3 separate regions of the Mus musculus genome follow, and all the other regions are linked to region 3. A link is a contact called in public Hi-C and HiChIP or PLAC-seq data. All regions are on one chromosome and are shown on one strand. The core of a region is the stretch at or near the end of the contact, and the rest is flanking DNA. Distances in the headings are between cores, read along the strand shown.

Region 1 (3,923 bases), core at 82-2,581, 61 kb before region 3:
AAAAACCCTGAGCAAAACCTTTCTCTAGACCCAGAATGCTGCAACAATTATTCTTCACTTTGGGTTGCCATGTGGAAAATATAATATTCTTCCACTTCGCTGTCTAATCTGAGCTTCCACTGCTAGAAAGAAAAAAATAATAATTAATAAAAAAAAAGTAAACACCAGGCTCAGAGGAAGTGAACATGACAACAAGACATCACACATTTAAAAAAAAAAATTCACACTCAAAAATCTACAATAAAAATGCAGTCAGAGTCTGCAGCTGCCAGGAGGCAGGGCCTTCCTTCAGCACAGGGTCCTTATGGAGCAAGGTCCCATCGGCTCTGTCTTGCTCATAGACTTTTATTGCCTTGTTCTTTTGAAGGTGTGCATCTGTCCTCAAAGTGCTCACATCCAGCCCCTGCCGCCATCCCTCAGCCAACACAAGAATGCATGGGAGATGGGGCTTCCCAAGACCCTTTCAGTCCTCTTGAACTACGCCTTTACAAAGAAAAAAAGAGACCCGGGCATGGTGGCGCACGCCTTTAATCCCAGCACTCAGGAGGCAGGGGCAGGCAGATTTCAGAGTTCGAGGCCAGCCTGGTCTACAGAGTTCCAGGACGGCCAGGGCTACACAGAGAAACCCTGTCTCGAAAAACCAAAAAGAAAGAAAGAAAGAAAGAAAGAAAGAAAGAAAGAAAGGAAGGAAGGAAGGAAGGAAGGAAGGAAGGAAGGAAGGAAGGAAGGAAGGAAGAAAGAGAAGAAAAAAAGAAAATAGGGGTTGTGTTACCTATCCCAAGATGTCTGTCCCACCGGGATGCTCACCGAATTGGCCACCCGACCCCACTGGCAGAGGAAAAGCAACTATTGTGCATGTCACGCAGCTCACAGTCTCCACTGTGATTGCTGCAGCCCTGTGGGCTCAGGCATAGCCCTGTTTCCACTTTGTGTGACAAGAACACTCGGAGAGATGCCACCAACTCACTAAGGTCACTCAACTAGCTAAGGACAAAACCCAAGTTTAACTCCAAGTATGAAGCCCCCAAAAGTTTCACTTACATATTTCAGACAGTCCATAGGTAGTTCTGCCAGGCCCTGTGTCCTGTCCTTTCGCTTTTACTAAAGGGTAAGGGGCAAAAGCAACATTGGGAAGAAGAGATGTGTGGCGGAAGGAGTCTCTGCCTCCAATGAAACCCAGGATTGATACATCCTTAAGAGTGATATATCCTAACAGTTTCCTAACCATTCCTTTTAAAGACTAACTCGACTTCAGGGCTCTAACTAGAGTATGAAGACAGGCGTCTCCCTGAAAATCTACTACGGGAAGCATCTGAGTCATATTATAGCCGAGCATGTGCCGGGCTATTTTTAGAAGAGACAGTATATAGGACATAGCTTTCTGATTATGTCACAGCCTTGCAGGTGGGCCCTCTCCTCACATTCTGTTTAAAAATAGATGCATACCTTAGTGCTACAGAGACAAATATACTCAGTTTCTGCCCTTGAAGGGTTCTAAGACTAGTTACGGGGTCACACACAAAAAAAGTAGAAATCAAATATGTGAATGAAAAAAGTCAGAACTGGAGCTGGGCCATGCAGGAAGCACCTCGCTTGCAGCCAACTTAACTTTGCAAAAATCTAACCTACAACCAGGCAGCAAACTGGCATGGTCTCTGTGCCAGGGAGCCTCAATCCTTATGAAGAAACTCAAGCTGGTCTAATACAAGCATCGACATCGAGGTGCTCCGAGCCATGTGCTCTGAACCACGGCGAAATTCTGCTTGTGAAAGCTTGGCTTGAACAAGAGCTGGGATGCATGGATTCAAGCAAATGCACACCTACAAGGTTACCCTTGAGCAGCAGGTGGCAGTGGGGACAGAGGAGGTGTCAACTAAGCCAGGAAGAAAGTGGAAAACATCCTAAGCATGGGCAGTCATATATGCCAAGGATGGGAGAAAGCAGGACTGTAAAGTGCTTCAAGAGCATTTTAAGTCAACACTTCAGGGAAGGCGGGGGCTTGGGGGGATGAGAAGAGATGCTGCAGTCGATGCAGATGCTGCAAAGCTGGTGATGGAGATGAAGATGGCCGATGGCAGAACTGTAACCCATCCGCAAGCTCTCCCCGCTTCTCCCCTACCTACTGGGTACCACACCATTAGGCAACTAGATATGTGTGGTAACCACAAAGGCATAGAATTGTGACAAAAAAAAATATCTAGACAAACAACGCCAATTCACAGCTTAAGAGTCGGCACTGTGCACTGTGGTCACACTTCAGCATCTATGTTCATTTGAAAGCTAAGCCGTACCCTTTTTCCACAGGCGAGATAAAGTGTGTGTGTCAGCTATGGAGATAAGGCTTGGCCTGCAGTTTGGAAAGCTACCAGTTTATGAGTGGTAAACTTTGCAGCTCTGTAATTCTGACTATTTTGTAATTTGCAGTCAGAATGGGTTTGATATTTCTCTTTGATGGAGGCAATGCAGGGGTAGCCTCTCTTGCCCAGATACTACACACATGCGCGCACACACACACACACACACACACATATGTGCACACACACATACACAGATGCACATGACAGGCACACGATAAGCACATGCACACGTATGCACACATGCACACACATATATGCACACACACATGCACACATATGCACACATGCACACACATGCGCACACTCACATACACACACACACACCCTTCTCTGGGCATGTAAAGCCAGTGTGGAGCTCTGCCTGCATTGCCTGTGGTGCAGTGAGATTCTAAACATGTGTCCCCTGCAGCTGATTAGCAATTCCCCTTAGTGCATTCTTGAGGCTTCCGGACTCTCTCCCCCTCAGCTGTTCTGAATCTTGATGTCATCAGCCTTGATCTTTCTACGGTCCAATCTCTGTGAGTTTTCTTCTCCTGACTCAACAATTAGCCCACAGCTGGAGGCCAGTGTCTCCCAGCACTGGAACTTCAGGGTAGAGAGAGCTGGCTTTGCCTTGGTATAACCAATGCCCCTACGAACACCGCAAAACTGCGTTGAGACCAAGAGGATCCTGCCGCCCAACCCTGAACCAATCACTACAGATGGGGTAGAAGGCTGTGAGTCACCATCCATGCACCTGAGAGTGGAGAGGCAAGGAAAGTGCCTGCTTATGCTTATGATCTTATGATCAGACTGTAAGCAGGCTGAGCAAGCCAGGAGGAGCAAGCCAGTAAGCAGCACCCCTCCATGGCCTCTGTGTCAACTTCTGCCTCCAGATTCCTGCCATGTTTGAGTTCCTGTCCTAACTTCCTAATGTTAGGGTTCAAGAATTGTTAAAGAATAAGACCCCCAATTCAAATAGTTTGTAAATGCAAAGAGTGTTTATTTAGCTGAACTTCCTTAATGTAGGGGTCTTCTTGTTTGGAATGGAGACCTTTGGTGGATTCGCAGACCCAGCTTTTATTGTCATTTCGGGGAATTTTAGGGAGGGGTATGTGTCCTGTGTCCTTTTACCTTGCCTGGTTAGCTCTGTCTCCAAGGGTCTGATTGATCCTACAATTGGTTAGACTTTGGAGACTTTCCAGGGTGTTGCTTACTCATTCTAACTATCTATTCTTACTTCAGGCCAGATGACAATTTGTCCTAGGATTGGCTGCCTGCAGCTGTAGTTGGCTGACAACAAGTTCCTAGATCCAAATTCTCATTTCTAGTAAACGGAAACTTAGGCCCAGTCTCCCAAACTGCCAGTCTGTAGCCTGTCATGGAGTCAGCCTGGCTCTGGCTAACTATGATGATGAGCTGTGATGTGGAAATGGAAGCCAAATAAGCCCTTTCCTCCCCTAGTTGCTTTGGTCATGGTGTTTCATCATAGCAACAATAACCCTAACTAGAATGGTGATCCTAGCTTGTCTTCCCTCCATGTCAGCCTCAAAAGAGCCCAGCTGGGGCTCAACATCTACCTAGCCT
Region 2 (3,480 bases), core at 841-3,340, 39 kb before region 3:
ATCTGGGGGTTCTGAGATCCTGATAGGTGTGTAACTCAGTGTGTTCTCTCAGAGATGTGTTGCATGGACATTTTGTTGTCCCCAGAGAAAACTCTCTGATAATTCAAAAGGCAGCATTTAGAGAGCTCTCTCTCTCTCTCTCTCTCTCTCTCTCTCTCTCTCTCTCTCTCTCTCTCTCTCTCCCTGTGTGTACCTCTCTGTCTCTCTGTCCCCTCTCTGTCTCTCTGTCTGTATGTGCTCCTCTCTGTGTGTCCTCTCTATGTCTCTCTGTCACCTCTCTGTGTCTGTGTCTGTGTCTGTGTCTGTGTCTGTGTCTGTCTCTGTCTCTCTCCCTTTCTGTCTCTTTCCATCTCTCTCTACCTCCCTCCCTCTCTACCTCCCCCCTTTCATAGCTCCATCCCTTTCCCTCCATCCACAACCTGGTTTCATATTCTTGGATATGAATCTCAAGATCCTGGGGCCACCGAGGATATCCAAGGGCTTAGACGTTAAAACTGGTTCTTCCCTCTGGAGAAAGCTCGAGAGATAGGCAGTTATCACTGCTGGGGATCTCAGGCCTAGGATGGGTCAGAAAGCAAAAGGCAGGTTTGTCTGGTTTTCTGTTACTTTATCTCCACTTTCTTATTCACTTATCTTTATGCAGTTTTAATAACCTAATCTTGTCTCAACATTTTCTGGGAATCGTAAGAGAGCTATTCATGTACAGATTATAGAGTCCTTTCGTGGTAAAGGGAAGTATCACTTCTAATTAGGATGAGACCTCTAAAGCAGGCAATACAGACAGGTATGGTCGTTAGCACCAGTGCAATCAATTAGAAGTAGCTGCCTGGAGCACACATTGAGGAAAAAAACTCTGAGACCACATTCAGAATCATCAGGAAAGAATGCTTTGATCATTGCTGCTGCCATCAGTCATGATTATGACACAGGACAAGGCAAGTAGGTGAAAGGTGAAGACGGTCTCTGCCATCAGGAGCTGGTCTGGACCCCTACAGGATGTGAGTTTTCTTGTGACCACAGAAACTCTCGGTATTAAGAAAAAAAAAAATTTACATCAGGAAATCGACTGTTGATCTTGTGACTTCATACTGTAATTCCTCCAGGCAAATCACTTTCAGTCTTTCAATGTTACCCATCAGCATGGTTTCCAGATCTTTGGGCAAGCAGGTTTTGCTCCATTAGACACGTTCTGGCTTATGCCTGTTCTTCCTAAAATGTCGTAGTCCCTGAATAGTGGTGGAATAGAAAACTGTGTGGACCTAATATGGGAAGCAAAGTAACATAAGAAATATAAACACGTGTGTCGGTACTCGGGCGTTCTTACTAAACCCAAGGAAAACAAGAGCCAAGCATTCGACAAGTGAGGGCATTCAGGAAAAAGTGGCAGGCAACCTCCTGCACAAGGTGTCCCCAGTGACCAACTCCAGTGCCAGCAAGTGTATGGGAACAAGCAAGCAAGTTCTTATTCTGCATTTGAAAACCAAAGGTTGATAATTTAATGAATATTTCAGAACCAACAAATAAATACTTCTCTGAATAACATATAAGAAGGCTTTATTACAGAGAAATATCTGACATATATATATATATATATATATATATATATATATATATATTACATTATATTGTAGATACTACATGTATGTATACATTTCCCACATGCATATATGGGTATACTATATTATGCATATATGTGTTTGTACATATGTGTATTAGAACATGTGTATAGTAAAATTCAGGCCTAAGACAAAATTATTTTTGCTCAACATATTCTTGGACTTTCTGACCTATCAAACATCTCTAATTACTTTTCAAATGGAGGTGAAAAAAGAACAACCACGGGACAGAGAAAAGCTGAGTGTTCTCTCTCTTCCTTCAGAAAACCTCCGGTGTCTAATTAGACACCAGTGGCCTCCAGGGACCAGCAAGGCCCCAGAACTGCCTCTCTTAGCTGCACGTTAGAAATGCCTGGAGACTTATATCATTTTGTTCTTGCTATTTTTTTTATTAGCTCCAAAGTGGGCCAACTGAAGCAATCTTTCTGAGGAAGCAGTATAACAAGCCAGTGACTCTTCTCGGAACCCTTCTGAGGAGCCGGAGTGAGTCACAGCTTAAGGCCTAACACACATTTACCACCTTCACTTCTTGAACAACTGCTCACCCCATAAAACCAGCTGATAGAATAAAAACTGTCCATGAGCTAGAAAAATCAAATTCTTCCTTCTCTGCTTTAACCAGATAACCTCTGTTTCCCACTGACTCATAAGCCAATAGGTTCTCATGTGTGCAAATTACAGATGATGCTTCCAGGCTGGGAAGATGTAAGAGAAGCCAGGTGCCAGGCAAGAGCTAAGAGGTGAGACCTAGACACCATGAAAAAAGCCTTCCTTCAGTACTGTCCAGTCAACAGACTTGGTTACAAACATTCCTGTGTTTTCCCACTATGGAAGGAGGGCAGGATAAAGTCCATTTGCTTAAGAAGCCATTCCTTCTTTCATGTGGTTAATTATGGTCTCTTGGGGGAACATACCAACCTTATCAAAACCTATCTGCAGGGTGCTCTTTCGGAAGCAACCTACAGTTACTTCACCGTGAGTACGGCTTTTGCGCCAATGGCCTTCTCAGTGCCCCGCAATCCCAGTAAGACAGGTTCTAGGTCAGTGATTTAAAGACTAAATGACAGCCCCACGATTGACACACAACTCAAGTGTGAACGTGGGAGAGTCTCAAATCTAGATGATCCACTCCCGTTTTTCTGCATCTTGCCCTTTGCTGTCCACGCATACACGGGTTTCAACATTTTTCTCCCTGTTCTTTTCTGTGCTATCAGCTTCGAATTTATTGTTTTGAGGGTGGGAATTTTCTTCTCAAAAGTCTAAGTATGCATCAAAGAAAGGCGAAAGCTCCTTCTGACCAGTTTCAAGATTAGCATCGTGTCTTAGGCCACCGATTTCTCTCCTACCCACATGCTGGGTGTGGCTCTCCGAGCTGACTTTTGTTACGAATCAAATGGCTTTGTGTGGAATTAGTTATGTCAAGATCTTTAGGGAAGGAAAGCTGAGTAAATCTAGTAGATCTAAAAGGGAAGAATGAACTGCAAAAAAAAAGAGAGAACGGGGGAGAAGGAATAAAACCAGAAAAACGTAAGGGAAAACAAACAAACAAAAAAATGCCAATGAGTGACTCATTGGAGAAAGTGCAATGAGTTAAGCAACTAACAAAGACTGAGAAAAGCTCGAGCATTACTGTATTCTAAGTGAAATACCAAGATGTAGCATAGTGGCAGGACCTGAATAAATATTTACTGAATGATTGCTCTGTACAGTCTAGCTAAGTCAGAAATAAGGACAGTAGTGACATTTATAAGCCTTCATGATGACTAATCACTACTCAGATGTTTCCCATTTTATATTAATGAAAATGGTATCAAACTCTTGCTTAGACATATCAAAGAAAGAATATGGGATGTATATGTATACA
Region 3 (3,776 bases), core at 786-3,285:
ACTCCGTTTGGTAAATGATGGGGCTTAGGATGTAAAATCAGTTTACTCTCATCTCAGACCATCCCTTGGACTGCCCAAGTCATTTCTTGAGCATCTTGCTTTGAAAAGCAAGTGTTGGCTACAAAGATGTTTGTTTCTAGTACATTGTTTCTAGTACAGAGGTCACCACTTCTTGAGAGGATCCTCGTGCATGATGTGTTTGCACCACATCTCATAATCGATGCTCAGTTTTAAGGAGAGCTTCTGGGATATAACAGCTGCAAGCCCTCTGCAACCACACTCATGTCATACTATAACATACAGAACACGTTCTCCTTTTAATAGGGAGGTCCAAGTGCAGGCTACACAGTATAGCCTTTCCTCTAGCTTCTCCTACCCTACTCTGCCGCAGAAGGGAGGAGACTGTGTTGATAAACCCACTACATCGCTCAATTTTTAATTTTTGAAAACCCAATGTACTTTGAAGTTTTAAGGGGGAAAAAACATAGAAATCCAAGACGTTAATAAAGACAGTAGAATTCGCCCTTTAAAAGTACTAATTTTCCACTATGTCTAGACATGAAATGAGTCAATTTTTTGCCGGTTTTCTCCGGCAGAAAGGTTAGTTAGTATCTCCATGCTTATAGCTTAAAAGAAGTATTTGTACGGACAAGATGAAGAGATACAACTTTAAAGGCCAAGGCCAAGGAAATGCTGAGGAGCGAAAAGGCTTGGGTCACGAGGGAGAGGGTTTCAATAGCAGCAGCCTGTGCCAGTCAGTAGCATCCAGGATGTTAACCGACTGAGGAGTAAGAGGTGAGGAAAACAGACTCTAGCTTTGGAGCTCCCTCGTTTGACTTTAGTTATCGTCACTTTACATCTTCGTAATCCATTGGCTTCATTTTTAACGAAGCTCTCTTTGCTTCGCCACCAAAGAAATGGAAAATGCTTGCTACCAGAGAAAGTCCTAAAATGGTCGGTCAGCTTTGGTTATCCTCAAAGAGATACAAATCCATCAATCAAGGTCATCCTCTCTACTCGCAACACTCAAAGCCTTCTCGTCCTGGAGGATGCTTCTTTCAGCATCTTGGAAGGTTTAGAAGACATAGGGAGGTCCACAAAGGTCCAGCTTTGTAGGGACACATGTCAAGTTGTCATTACCAGCTGCAGTGGGCTCTGCCCTCTGAGATATGGGATCATAGTGTCCATTCCACAGATCCGGGAGTAGAGAAGGTAAGAGGATAAGGTTTAAGGGGCCCTGCAAATGTCAGGGCAGAACTTTGAAACAGCCAGAGTCCCTGTTGACCGTGGGCGACTGAGCCTGACAGCCCAGCCCAGCCCAGCCCTGGGAACCGGGTACAGTGAAAACACGGAGAGTGGCTTGGTCAATGAAAAATTATCCTCATGGTGGAATGAAGGCTTTGGACCCTGCATCTAGTGCACCCTGCTAACTTGGTCCTGGCCCCAGACACCGCGGTCCTCGAGGGTCCTCAGCTGTAACCCTCAGGCTTTTTCCTTGAAACGATCACTTTGGCCTTCCTGATCTGAAATCTCACCCCTTGGCTGTGGAGCTGACTTAAGTAAGGCCAGTCTGGGGAATTACACAAAATAGGATCGAGTCCAGGTGGGTTTATCAGAGGCGAGAGCTCCGGAAGGAATTCAGAGTTTAATTAACTCGTGCCCTCTGTACACGCCCCCAAAGGAAAGGGAACCCTAATAGGGACCCCATCAAAGTGTTTGATCAGAGGAAATTGGGTTCGCCTTTTCCTCTCCTTCACCTTTCCTATCTGGCAATCAATCCATCTGGATTATTGGCTGAACCTGGGCAACAGCATTAAAAAGGGCACAGAATCGGAGGCGGGGCGGGGCGGAGACTGGCGGGCCTGCAGACCGCAGCCCGGCCGGTGCTGCCTCGCGGGAGGGATCGCGGCCCCGCACTGTGCGCGTGGGCGCGCAGAGCCGCCTGGATCCCCTGCGTCCGCGCTCCGGGATTTCGCTGGCGCCGGCGCGACGGCCGGGGGCGGGTGCTCTGCAGCGGCCGGGACTGGAGCGCGCACTCCGCCTGCAGCCGAGCAGCGGCCCGGGAGCCGCCACCACCTTGCAAGCCCCGCGCCGCCTGCGCTGACCTGGACCGCGCGGCCGCAGCGCTACGGGCCCGGCTGCGGACGCTCCCGGGGCTGCGCACGCGGGAGCGCGCCTGACGCGGAGGACCGCAGCTCTCAACGCCACCGCCGAGGACCGCGCGGCCGCCTCTCGCGCGTGGGGTGAGTGGCGAGGGGCGCCGCGGCTCGGGCCGCGTTGTCACGGCGCGGGGTGGGACGTCCGGCGGTTTGGGAGCGCGGGGACCGCACGAGAAGAGCTGCTGGGCTGTGGCTGCCTAGAGGCTGGGCACACGGCCCCCTCGTGCTGCGTGGCAGCCAGGTTCCCCCTGCGCCGAGGCCAGCTGCATGGCCCGGAGCCCGGCCACGCGAGATCGGGGAGGCGAGGGTGAGTGGCTGAGGATCGCCTGTCACCTACTGGCGTCGGCGGGGAGACTAGGCGCCTAGCGTGCCCGGGAAGGGCTGCCTGCCCTGGAGAGGCAGCCGCAGCCTGCCCTCGGTGGAGACCCCTGCTCTGCACGCAGCTCGCCCGTGGGAGAGGAGGGGAGCCGCGACGTCCTCCCTTCTGGCAGAAAAAGTTGAAGAAACTAGGTCTGTTAATAATTAGCAGGAGCGGGACTCGGGATGCAGCAGAAAGCTGTTGAGTTTTCATTGCCCTCTAAGAAAAACAAACGGCATCGCCAACGACTATTGGCAGGGCCGTGTTATTTTTGGGACTTTGGGAAAATTGTCCACAGATTGCGTTCGGGAGACTGAAGACGGGGGGTGTACCCGGGAGGTCGTGGGGACGGCTGGCACAGCTTTGAGTCCCAGCCCGCCCCTGTAGGACTCAGAGTCTTAAGCCTGACGCACTTGGTTCCTGGTTTTAAAACGTGTCAGAGGCAGAACTGCAGCCAGGATCAAGGAGAAGAACGCACCGCGAACCGGCCTAAAAGGAGCATGTGTAAAAATCGCTGGCGGAGCCCAAGTGCACTTGTGCTGTTTAAAAAAAAAAAAAAAAAAAAAAAAAAAAAAAAAAAAAAAAAAAAAAAAAAAGAATGTTGCATTTGTGGCTTTTAGGGTAGGTTTTATGAATGACAAATTATACTTGATGAAATTGTATCTCCTATCTGTCCCTGAACAGTTCTGTCTGCCGCCTGGTTTTAATCAGCGCTTTGGGAAGGCAGTGTCTGCGCTGATGTTATATAATTGACATGGTTCGCCATCAGATATTTTTAATGTACTTTCGGACGAAAGAAACTTCATCTGTCTCTTCAGACAGGCTCAAGGTGTAGACAGAGTGAGGGCTGCAAAGGTTTGCCCTCCTCTAGCTCCAGATGTGTGAGCTCAGCTGTTGCCTGTCACTTAGGTGACAACTGGCCTTTTTCTGACTAAGCCTTTGCTGTCGCCATTATCCTCAGTAAAGTATCAGTGTTCGGAGGCCTTCTATTACCAAGAGTGGGACCGGGCCCCTTGGGAGGTGTCAGCCGTGTTTGACCATCCCTAACAATATGTCTGTTTTTAGAATAGAAAGGGGGGGAGGACCAAAAAAAACCCTGACAGCAAGATAGATACACTTTTAGATTAAGACCAACCTAATCTAAAAATTCTGTTTTAATCAAGACAGCTCCGTAAGGATGACGCAATGTTTGTCAAGCCTTTCTCCCTAGAACAATATTTACTCCCACCAGGGGATTTAAAACTTAAACAACAGCCATT

The links. A called contact is a pair of places that touch in the nucleus more often than the background predicts. HiChIP or PLAC-seq counts read pairs in DNA pulled down with a chosen protein or histone mark.
Region 1: a contact with region 3 is called in an H3K27ac HiChIP or PLAC-seq map of embryonic fibroblasts, with 21 read pairs. The contact joins the enhancer-like site here to the promoter of Prickle1 in region 3. A contact is called at or near these places in 2 of 39 promoter capture datasets (hippocampal neurons and maxillary cranial neural crest), 12 of 484 Hi-C or Micro-C datasets (the C2C12 cell line, the HL-1 cell line, Sertoli cells and 7 more) and 4 of 115 datasets of contacts at active chromatin or transcription factors (the SCID.adh cell line, embryonic fibroblasts, embryonic limb bud and 1 more).
Region 2: a contact with region 3 is called in a Hi-C map of pancreatic cancer cells, with 2.6 times the contacts expected there. The contact joins the enhancer-like site here to the promoter of Prickle1 in region 3. A contact is called at or near these places in 4 of 39 promoter capture datasets (the 3T3-L1 cell line, hippocampal neurons and trophoblast stem cells), 13 of 484 Hi-C or Micro-C datasets (the CH12 cell line, Sertoli cells, adipose-derived mesenchymal stem cells and 8 more) and 7 of 115 datasets of contacts at active chromatin or transcription factors (the SCID.adh cell line, embryonic fibroblasts, embryonic limb bud and 4 more).

The regions. Positions count from the first base shown.
Region 1 is chr15:93,654,344-93,658,266 of GRCm38.p6, reverse strand. No RefSeq gene overlaps it. Among named protein-coding and RNA genes, the nearest start is that of Gm41387, 3.9 kb to the left of the region's middle. Within about 2 kb of position 1,331, at least 36 of the 459 cell types and tissues checked have an H3K27ac peak or open chromatin away from gene starts, as enhancers often do. A contact at or near this core is called in the C2C12 cell line, embryonic fibroblasts, palatal mesenchyme and 1 more, where this site is marked.
Region 2 is chr15:93,633,266-93,636,745 of GRCm38.p6, reverse strand. No RefSeq gene overlaps it. Among named protein-coding and RNA genes, the nearest start is that of Gm41385, 23 kb to the right of the region's middle. Within about 2 kb of position 2,090, at least 32 of the 459 cell types and tissues checked have an H3K27ac peak or open chromatin away from gene starts, as enhancers often do. A contact at or near this core is called in adipose-derived mesenchymal stem cells and pancreatic cancer cells, where this site is marked.
Region 3 is chr15:93,594,161-93,597,936 of GRCm38.p6, reverse strand. It overlaps Prickle1 (prickle planar cell polarity protein 1), which reads left to right and starts at 2,035. Exons shown (of 8, transcript NM_001033217.5): 1 at 2,035-2,243.